Linked DNA regions of Anas platyrhynchos: region 1 is linked to region 2. A link is a contact called in public Hi-C data. All regions are on one chromosome and are shown on one strand. Each heading gives the region's core, a stretch centred on a gene start, on an enhancer-like site or on the middle of the called end of the contact. The rest is flanking DNA. Distances are from core to core; before and after follow the strand shown. Region 1 overlaps LOC119713097 (a long non-coding RNA gene). Region 2 overlaps COL5A1 (collagen type V alpha 1 chain).

Region 1 (3,569 bases), core at 577-3,076, 140 kb before region 2:
TCCTTTGGCGATCACGCCACGAGCCATCGGGAAGAAGCTTACAAAAACAACAGCAGAGGAGCGAGCACATCCCAACCAAAGGGCAGATGCTCCACGGGCTCGTCCTCACCGCGGGCAGGGGCTCGCTGCCGGGCTGGCAGCCAGGAACATCCAGCAATGAGCTCTAAAAACAGCCCCCAGAGCATCCTCCCTGCTGGGATGAGCCTTGCTTGCACCTTCCCCTCTGCCCAAAATAACCCTTCCCTCCTGGCCATCCCTCTGCAGCCCTAGGCATTTGGAGGCTGGTGTGGGAACTAGTCCCATATGGACTCCAGTGGCTGTGATGAGGTTGGATTGGGATGGTGCTGTTGCTCCCAGTTCCCAGCCCCGTGGGGAACTGCCCCATTGAGCAGCAGGGAAATCACCAAGTGAGCCCCGTCTGGCACGGAGCAGCCCCAGCACCGATCCTCCTTGGCTAAGCCGGGTGAGAAGATCTTTTAAGATGCTGTGTTGACAGCTCAGGATTGTCAGTGTGGGAGCACTAAAGCCAAATCCATGCTTTTCCTAGGGTCTTCAACACCCTTGTAGGGAAAAAGGAGAAAGTGAGATGTGCTCCACCTCGAGGAGCCCCTGGAGGTGTCTGCCAAGAAGGGGACACGGGGGGAAGATGCAAGCCGGGAGCTTGGCAGGGAGATGTCCCACATCTGGCCCCGTGAGACTGTATGGGCTCTGCTCACTTCCCTTTTTTTCTCTCAAAGTGTCCACTTCAGGCAGAGAAATTGCTGTGAAAAGAGCAATCGGCTCTGTCCTTTGCCCACAGGCCTGGTGAGGATCTGTGTCCTGGGTGGTGATGGTGAGCTGATGGGCAGAGCCCGGTGGATTTCTTTTGTACACAGGAGAAGGGCAGAAGTTTGCAGCCTCTTAGGAGTTTTCTGTAGAGTTCTCCCCCCCCCCTCCCCTTTTTTTTTCTTTTTTTTTTTTTCTTTTTTTTTCTTTTTTTTTTTTTTTCTGTTCAGGCTCTGTTCAAAGCAGGGTGTTCGTTTCTGCCTTGAAAGCAGAGGCTCCTTAGAGGGGCTTTTCTTTCTCTCAACCAAATATAGATCTATTATAAAGCATGGCTCTGCACTTTGCCAAGAGCTCCATCTCTGTCGGGATTTCAGGGGCTATTTGGTGTCTCCATTTCCTGGGAATCTCTTTCCAAGAGCTTTGTGCTGGTCCTTCTTCCCTTCGCTGTGGGTCCAGAGGGATGTTTTGGGGGGAATTACTATGTTTTTTGTGAACAAGAGCTCTGCCGTGTCTCTGCTAGCCAGCAAAACTCTGCGAGAGGGGCAGGAGGATGCTGCTGCTCCCCATCTGCCTGCTGAGAGGGGCAGGGACTGCCAGTGCCGCTGCTCCCAGACAAAAAGGAGATGGAAAAGGCTCAGTCCTCACGCCTCTTTTGTGGCCTGGGTAATGTGAGTCATGCCGAGTGCCTGCGGCACCCGAGGCTGCTTCCTGCTGTGCCCAGCTCCCCCAGCTCTGTGGCCGCCTCTTTGCCCAGCCAACGTGGCAAGGCAATGCTTCTGCCTTGGGTTAAAAGGGGGATGTGGAGGGGCACGTGGAGAAGGGCGAAGGACAGCCTCTGGCAGGGAATGAGGAGCAGAACAAGCCCCTGGACCCTGCACGGCTCTGCACGGAGAGAAAGGAGCTGGTGAGTAGCACAGGGCTCCAGCAGCAGAGTTCCCAAGCCCTCAGATCAGTGGTGGGACAGAGGAGTAAATCCGACACATATTTTCCATCCTCAGCTATCCACATTGCCCCTAACCTGATCCCAATTAGATACACAGAGGCAGCTGCCAAGGAACTTTTATGACTCACTGGAAAGGGAGCCTGCACAAGAACCGCGCGTTCGGCTCCAGCTGCCTCCTCTCCGGTGCTGTTTAGGCAGGACGTTTGTGCTCGCTTAGCTCACCTAGGAAAGGGCCAGTGGGCCCCTGGACACGGGGGGGACTGCTTGTCAGCCGAGGGACACGCCGTGGATTCCTTTCCAAAGGGAGAGACAGCATGGAGCTGGCAGCAAGAGCTTGGGCTCAGTTTTGGAGGCGTGGGCAGCAGCCCTGTGCTCGGGCTGTCCCCTTCATGGGCTGGGCTGTGAGCAGAGCAAAGCCAAGCACAGCACTGCTGCGGGTCCCAAACTGATGGGGAGTGGGAATTTGTGGGCTGGGCAGCTGCCTTCCTGCTCAGAGGGACAAAATGCTCACCTCTCACAGAGGCATCGGCACAGGGGAGGTGCAGACAGCGTCGGGTGCAGGCTAAAGCAAGGTGATGCTCTGTGGGTGATATGGTCAGACCTTGTTCGGGGAGGACATGGGAAATCCCAGGTTAAATGGGTCTTGAAACCCACCTGCAGCTCTTACAGCAGTCAAATGCACTGCTCTGGGAGCAGGCAGAGCCATGTGCCTGCTGATATTAAGTCTCGTCCTGGTCTTCAATAACGACAGATCAACCTAAACCCTAAAGAGTGAGGCTGGAAATCCTTTCCCTAATGCTCGCTGCTATTATAATAACTGCATTTATCCATGCTTTTGCCAAAATTGTCAAATTGCCTGGCTGCTCCTAGTTGTGTTTTAGGTACCAGCTCTTTCGGGGACAGGGTGCTTGGGAATTCAGTTGCAATTGGGCAAAACACTGGAATATGATGAATATGAGGTGTTAGGAGCCCAGTGGCTGCCAGGATAAGAGATTTGTTAGCAAAGTGCATCATTTCTGATCCCAGTCTGGTACCAGAAACCATGAGGTTTATCTTGAAAGCTGTGACTTTAAAATAAAATCAACTTCCCTCCAAAAGTGTGAGAGCAGAGCAGGCTTTTGGTGCCACTTCAGTGCTCGAAGCGCAGTTTTACAAAACCAGCCTGGAGACGCCCCAGTCTCAGAGATGCACATCCTGGGCAGGGATGATTTTCTGGGCAAATCTTGTGACTTTTAACAATTTTGCTTTTAGTATGAAACAGGCCACATTGACCCTTGATATTGTGAAATTTTTCATTAAGTAAAGCTGTCTTTTTACAGCTCATCTCTAAAATTCAGTATCTAGCGCATCCTTCACTTGGCTTTTCACCTTTGAAGTCCTGCCACTCCTTTCACTCGTATTTCCCTAACATTTCCAATAAGCGCTTTCAAATGAAAGCTGAGATTGGTAAATTCACATGGTTCTGGGGAATGGCTCCTGGAGAAAATTACCTGCTCCCCCAAGACCCTTGCTAGTAAATGCCACCACGTCCCGGGAGCCCAGGCAGGATCCTGCTGCCATCAGCATCCTCTGCACCTTCAGGGCAGGGTCCCGGTGTCCCAGCCCGAGCTGTGGGGTGCTCAGTGAGCACAGCCCAGAGCATTCCCACCACCCCACACCTACCCCTGGGGTGGGATTACCCCAGTTCCCTGCCTCTGGCACTGTCCCCTCACCCTGTCCTTGGGACGGGACACCCTGAGCACCAAAGCCTGCCCGCCAGCCCCGCAGCCAGCATCACTAGATGGTGCTAACGCTTGCCTTTTCCCCAGCTCCTGGAGCACCTCGCCGGGCAGCGGGCACCCAGCAGCTGGGGCACCCCGAG
Region 2 (3,424 bases), core at 270-2,769:
CAAGGAAAAAGGTGTAAGGGGTGTGCTCTGTGTGATTTGGTGCTCTGTATTCTGCCGTGTAGCTGGGAGGAAAACTTCCCATGAAATAATTACTTGCTTCATTTTAATATAAAATCCTGTAATCTTTCTTCTTTTTTTTTTTTTTTTTTAATTTCACAAAGCAGCCTAAATTAGGAAGGAAGTGCAGAATTTCCCATGACATCTCTCATTCGCCGTAACAACCCAGGCCGTGTAAAATGGAAGTGCCTGGCAGAGGCCGTCCCCAGCTCTGTGGGATTTTGAGGACCTCCGCAGCTGGTGGCCAGGTCCCATCCTGACCTGAACCTACAGCTCGGGGCCGCCTTTAATGGTGCAGCTAATGGGGTCGGCTCTGTGGAAATAAAAGGGTTCCCACTGCACATGGGGTGGGAGCTGAGTGGAGAGACTTGCTCTTCCTCCTGCTCCTGGCTCCTCCCAGCCTTGCACTTCCAGAGGAGCCCTGTGCTGTCCCAGGAGGGAAACTCAACACTTTCCTTCGTTACGATTCTGCCCTGGCCCACTCCCGAGCTGTTTTTTTTTCCTTTCTGAAGAACAGTAAAAACTGCCCGTGCCCTTTGCAGTCTGCAGAAAATGTGGGTTTCCAAGCGAGCATCCCTCTGTAGGTGTGCACAGGGTTGGAGGCTCTGCAGTCCCCAGCCCTGCTCGTGCTGGGACAGCCACTTTTGGCTCAGTTTGGGCAGTTAATGTGTGTCTGCCCCTCGCTGGGCACCACGGTGCCCCTGGACAGGAACCGGGGGCTTTGCATCCCTGCGGTCACCCCGTCAGCAGCGTCCCTGAAGGGCCAAGCACAGGCTCGCTGCACACCAGCAGCTCAATTAACCTAATTTCCCTTGGCAGAGGGCCCGTGCAGTGCCCAGCGTGGCAGCAGCACTTCCCATCGCCCCCAGCCCCTCATTTTCCTTTGCATTTTTCCTCCCTTTCCCTCTCAAGGAGACTTTGCTGGTGCCGGTGGGGCCATGGAGGAGCTGAGGGGGCAGCAGCAGGGCTCTGCAAGCCTCCCCGTATGCTTGATAAAAGCATCTCCGAGCCTTCCTTCCTCCCTTTCCCTTCTGGGTCCCGCTCTCGGGCTGCAAACAAAGGGCAGGGAGCGAGCGATGCGCTGAACCGCGGCGCGGGGAGGGTGGGGGGCGAGCAGAAAGACGCGGGGAAAGGCAGCCCCAGCAGCCTGCCCTCGGCCAGAACCAATCCGAAACGTTACAGAGCGAACAAAATAGTTAAGTTTAATCATCCAGAAAGAATTTGGCTGCCTTTGCTATTTCAAAACACTGGAGCCACGTATAGCTTTTTGCCAGAAAGTAAACAAGACCAAATGCTGCCTCGCTCCTCTCCGCTCGGTTCCTCCGCGGCGGAGAGAGAAATTCACATTCGCCGTGCTCCTTATCTCCGTTTTGATCGGGGCTGCAGCAGAACAGGGGAAATAAAAACCAAGCAGGGAAGGCGGGTTCTGCCGAATTTTCTCAGCTTTTCATTCACGCCGCCCGGCCCTCAATCCTTGCTCGGTGCTGACGCTCGCTGGAGGCAGCAGGGCAGCACAGGAGTGGGGTGAGGATGGTCCTGCTTGGGGGCACGGGGATGTTGGGACCCCCCTCGTGTCCCATCTATGGGGTGTCCTGCCCTGCCTGGCTGCTCCCAGAGCCTCCTCGTGTTTCTGCCCCTCGTGTTGCTGAGCCCGTTGTGTAAACAGCTGAGATCCCTTGCCGAGGAGGCTCTCCAGATGTCCCTAAAGCTAGGGCTCAACGTAAACCGACAGATAAATACGGGGAGATGCCGAGGATGTTTGCGTTGTGAATTGGCTCCTTAGCCCAGACCCCACCGTGCCGGGGAGCATCCTGCAGCCAGCCATGGAAAGCCCTGGTGCTGTGTATGCTCAGGCCGTGGTGATGCTGGCATCCAGCAGCCCCAAAAAAAAGCCCTGGGGGGGGACAGAGGTGGGTTGTGGCTCTCAGCACCAGGCTGGAGACATTTACTAGCCTGGTGAAGGGAAGGGTTGGCATCGGTTTGTGTTTCAGAGCCTGCCACACCAAAATGTGCCATCGTTGGTCTCGGTGTCACCAGGGATGGGACTGAGGGTGCCCCTGTGGGCTTGCTGGGAGCTCTGGGGTTTTCTGAGCAACGTCCTCGTTGGGGACTGAAAAGGAGCTGGTGCTTAGCAGATGTCATTCCTGCGGGGAGCCTTCTTTGTCGGCTTAGCTTGCCACATCTTGCTAGCCCACAGCAGCAAATAGCTCACTTAGTGAGGGTTGGGGCAGTGCTGTGTAAGGTTTCCCCCTAATTTACACCCAAAAGAGGGCTGTGGCTCCGTGGCGGTCAGTGACACTGCTCTCAGAACGGGGATGGAGCAAAGGCCGTGGGCTGTTCTCTTTACCCACAAAGAACAACACAGGTGCTAGTAGAACATCTCCCAAATGCACCTAAATCTGCGGAAAGCGGATTTAAACGACATGGTAATGGAGAGTATGGGAGTGGGGAGGGACAGCAAATAACGCTGGCCCTGCATTAATGGTGCTGAAACAGCAATGGAAGCAAGGCTGGCTCCTGCCAGCATGTTTGGTCTAGTTTTTGCTCCTCTGGGGTTAGGCACTGTGGCTTTGGGGGCAGGCCTGGGTTTTCTTCTCCCCATTTCAGACCCGTTCAGCTCAGCCCTGTTTGCTCCCGTGGCTGCCGTGGGCTCAGTCAATGCTTTTAGCACCAGAGCCCAGCCAAGGGTGGCCCAAGACCAAGCGCTTGCTTCCCCCAGGCTTCTCCCAGGCAAGCCCGTGGGGATCTGCAGGCTTTCCTAGGCTGCTTGCATCCCCTGGGAGCGATTTCCCCAGTTCCACAGAGGAGCTGGCAAGGGCTGAAAGCGCTTTGGCTCGAGTGAGGTGCCCACTGGGTGCGTGGTCACTGGTCCTGAGATAAAGGCAGCGCTGGCTGTGGGACTCTGCCCAGCACAGCATCCTGATGCCTGCTGGAAAACGTTTGCCTGGCTTATTGGGAGGTTTTTTTCCCTGCCTCTTACATACCAATGAGGGGAAAATGAAAAAAAAAAAACCAAAAAACACCTCTCAATTCTACTGAGTGCATGATAGATCTGATTTAAAGTTATGACAAAATATTTAGATTAAAAGGAATGAAATAACATTATTCTACCATTTTGCCCACACAGTGATTTCCTAGGTACACAGAGTAAATCACGGTGTGCAGCCTGCTAGAAAAGTAATTTCAAAAAAAAAAAAGAAAAAAGCACCTTGCAGTTTGATTATTAACTTTTTTTTAAAGCTGCTTGGGCTTAGAGACAGCTTCTTCCTGACAACGAGCCCTTCTCCCCCTGCAGCACAGCCGAGGTTTGTGTGCGCCCTGGGTTTGCTTGTCCTTGAGCTAAGGGAAAAGGGTTTTTTTTATGGAA

What was found. Hi-C and Micro-C count contacts between places; a contact is called where the count stands out from the background.
Region 1: a contact with region 2 is called in a Hi-C map of subcutaneous adipose tissue, with 2.7 times the contacts expected there. The contact joins two enhancer-like sites. A contact is called at or near these places in 2 of 8 Hi-C or Micro-C datasets (liver and subcutaneous adipose tissue).

The regions. Positions count from the first base shown.
Region 1 is chr18:8,625,143-8,628,711 of IASCAAS_PekinDuck_T2T, reverse strand. It overlaps LOC119713097 (a long non-coding RNA gene), which reads left to right. Exons shown (of 4, transcript XR_011804001.1): 1 at 1-1,669. Among named protein-coding and RNA genes, the nearest start is that of COL5A1, 48 kb to the right of the region's middle. Within about 2 kb of position 1,826, at least 2 of the 8 cell types and tissues checked have an H3K27ac peak or open chromatin away from gene starts, as enhancers often do. A contact at or near this core is called in subcutaneous adipose tissue, where this site is marked.
Region 2 is chr18:8,483,691-8,487,114 of IASCAAS_PekinDuck_T2T, reverse strand. The region is part of intron 9 of COL5A1 (collagen type V alpha 1 chain); the gene reads left to right. Among named protein-coding and RNA genes, the nearest start is that of COL5A1, 94 kb to the left of the region's middle. Within about 2 kb of position 1,519, at least 1 of the 8 cell types and tissues checked has an H3K27ac peak or open chromatin away from gene starts, as enhancers often do. A contact at or near this core is called in subcutaneous adipose tissue, where this site is marked.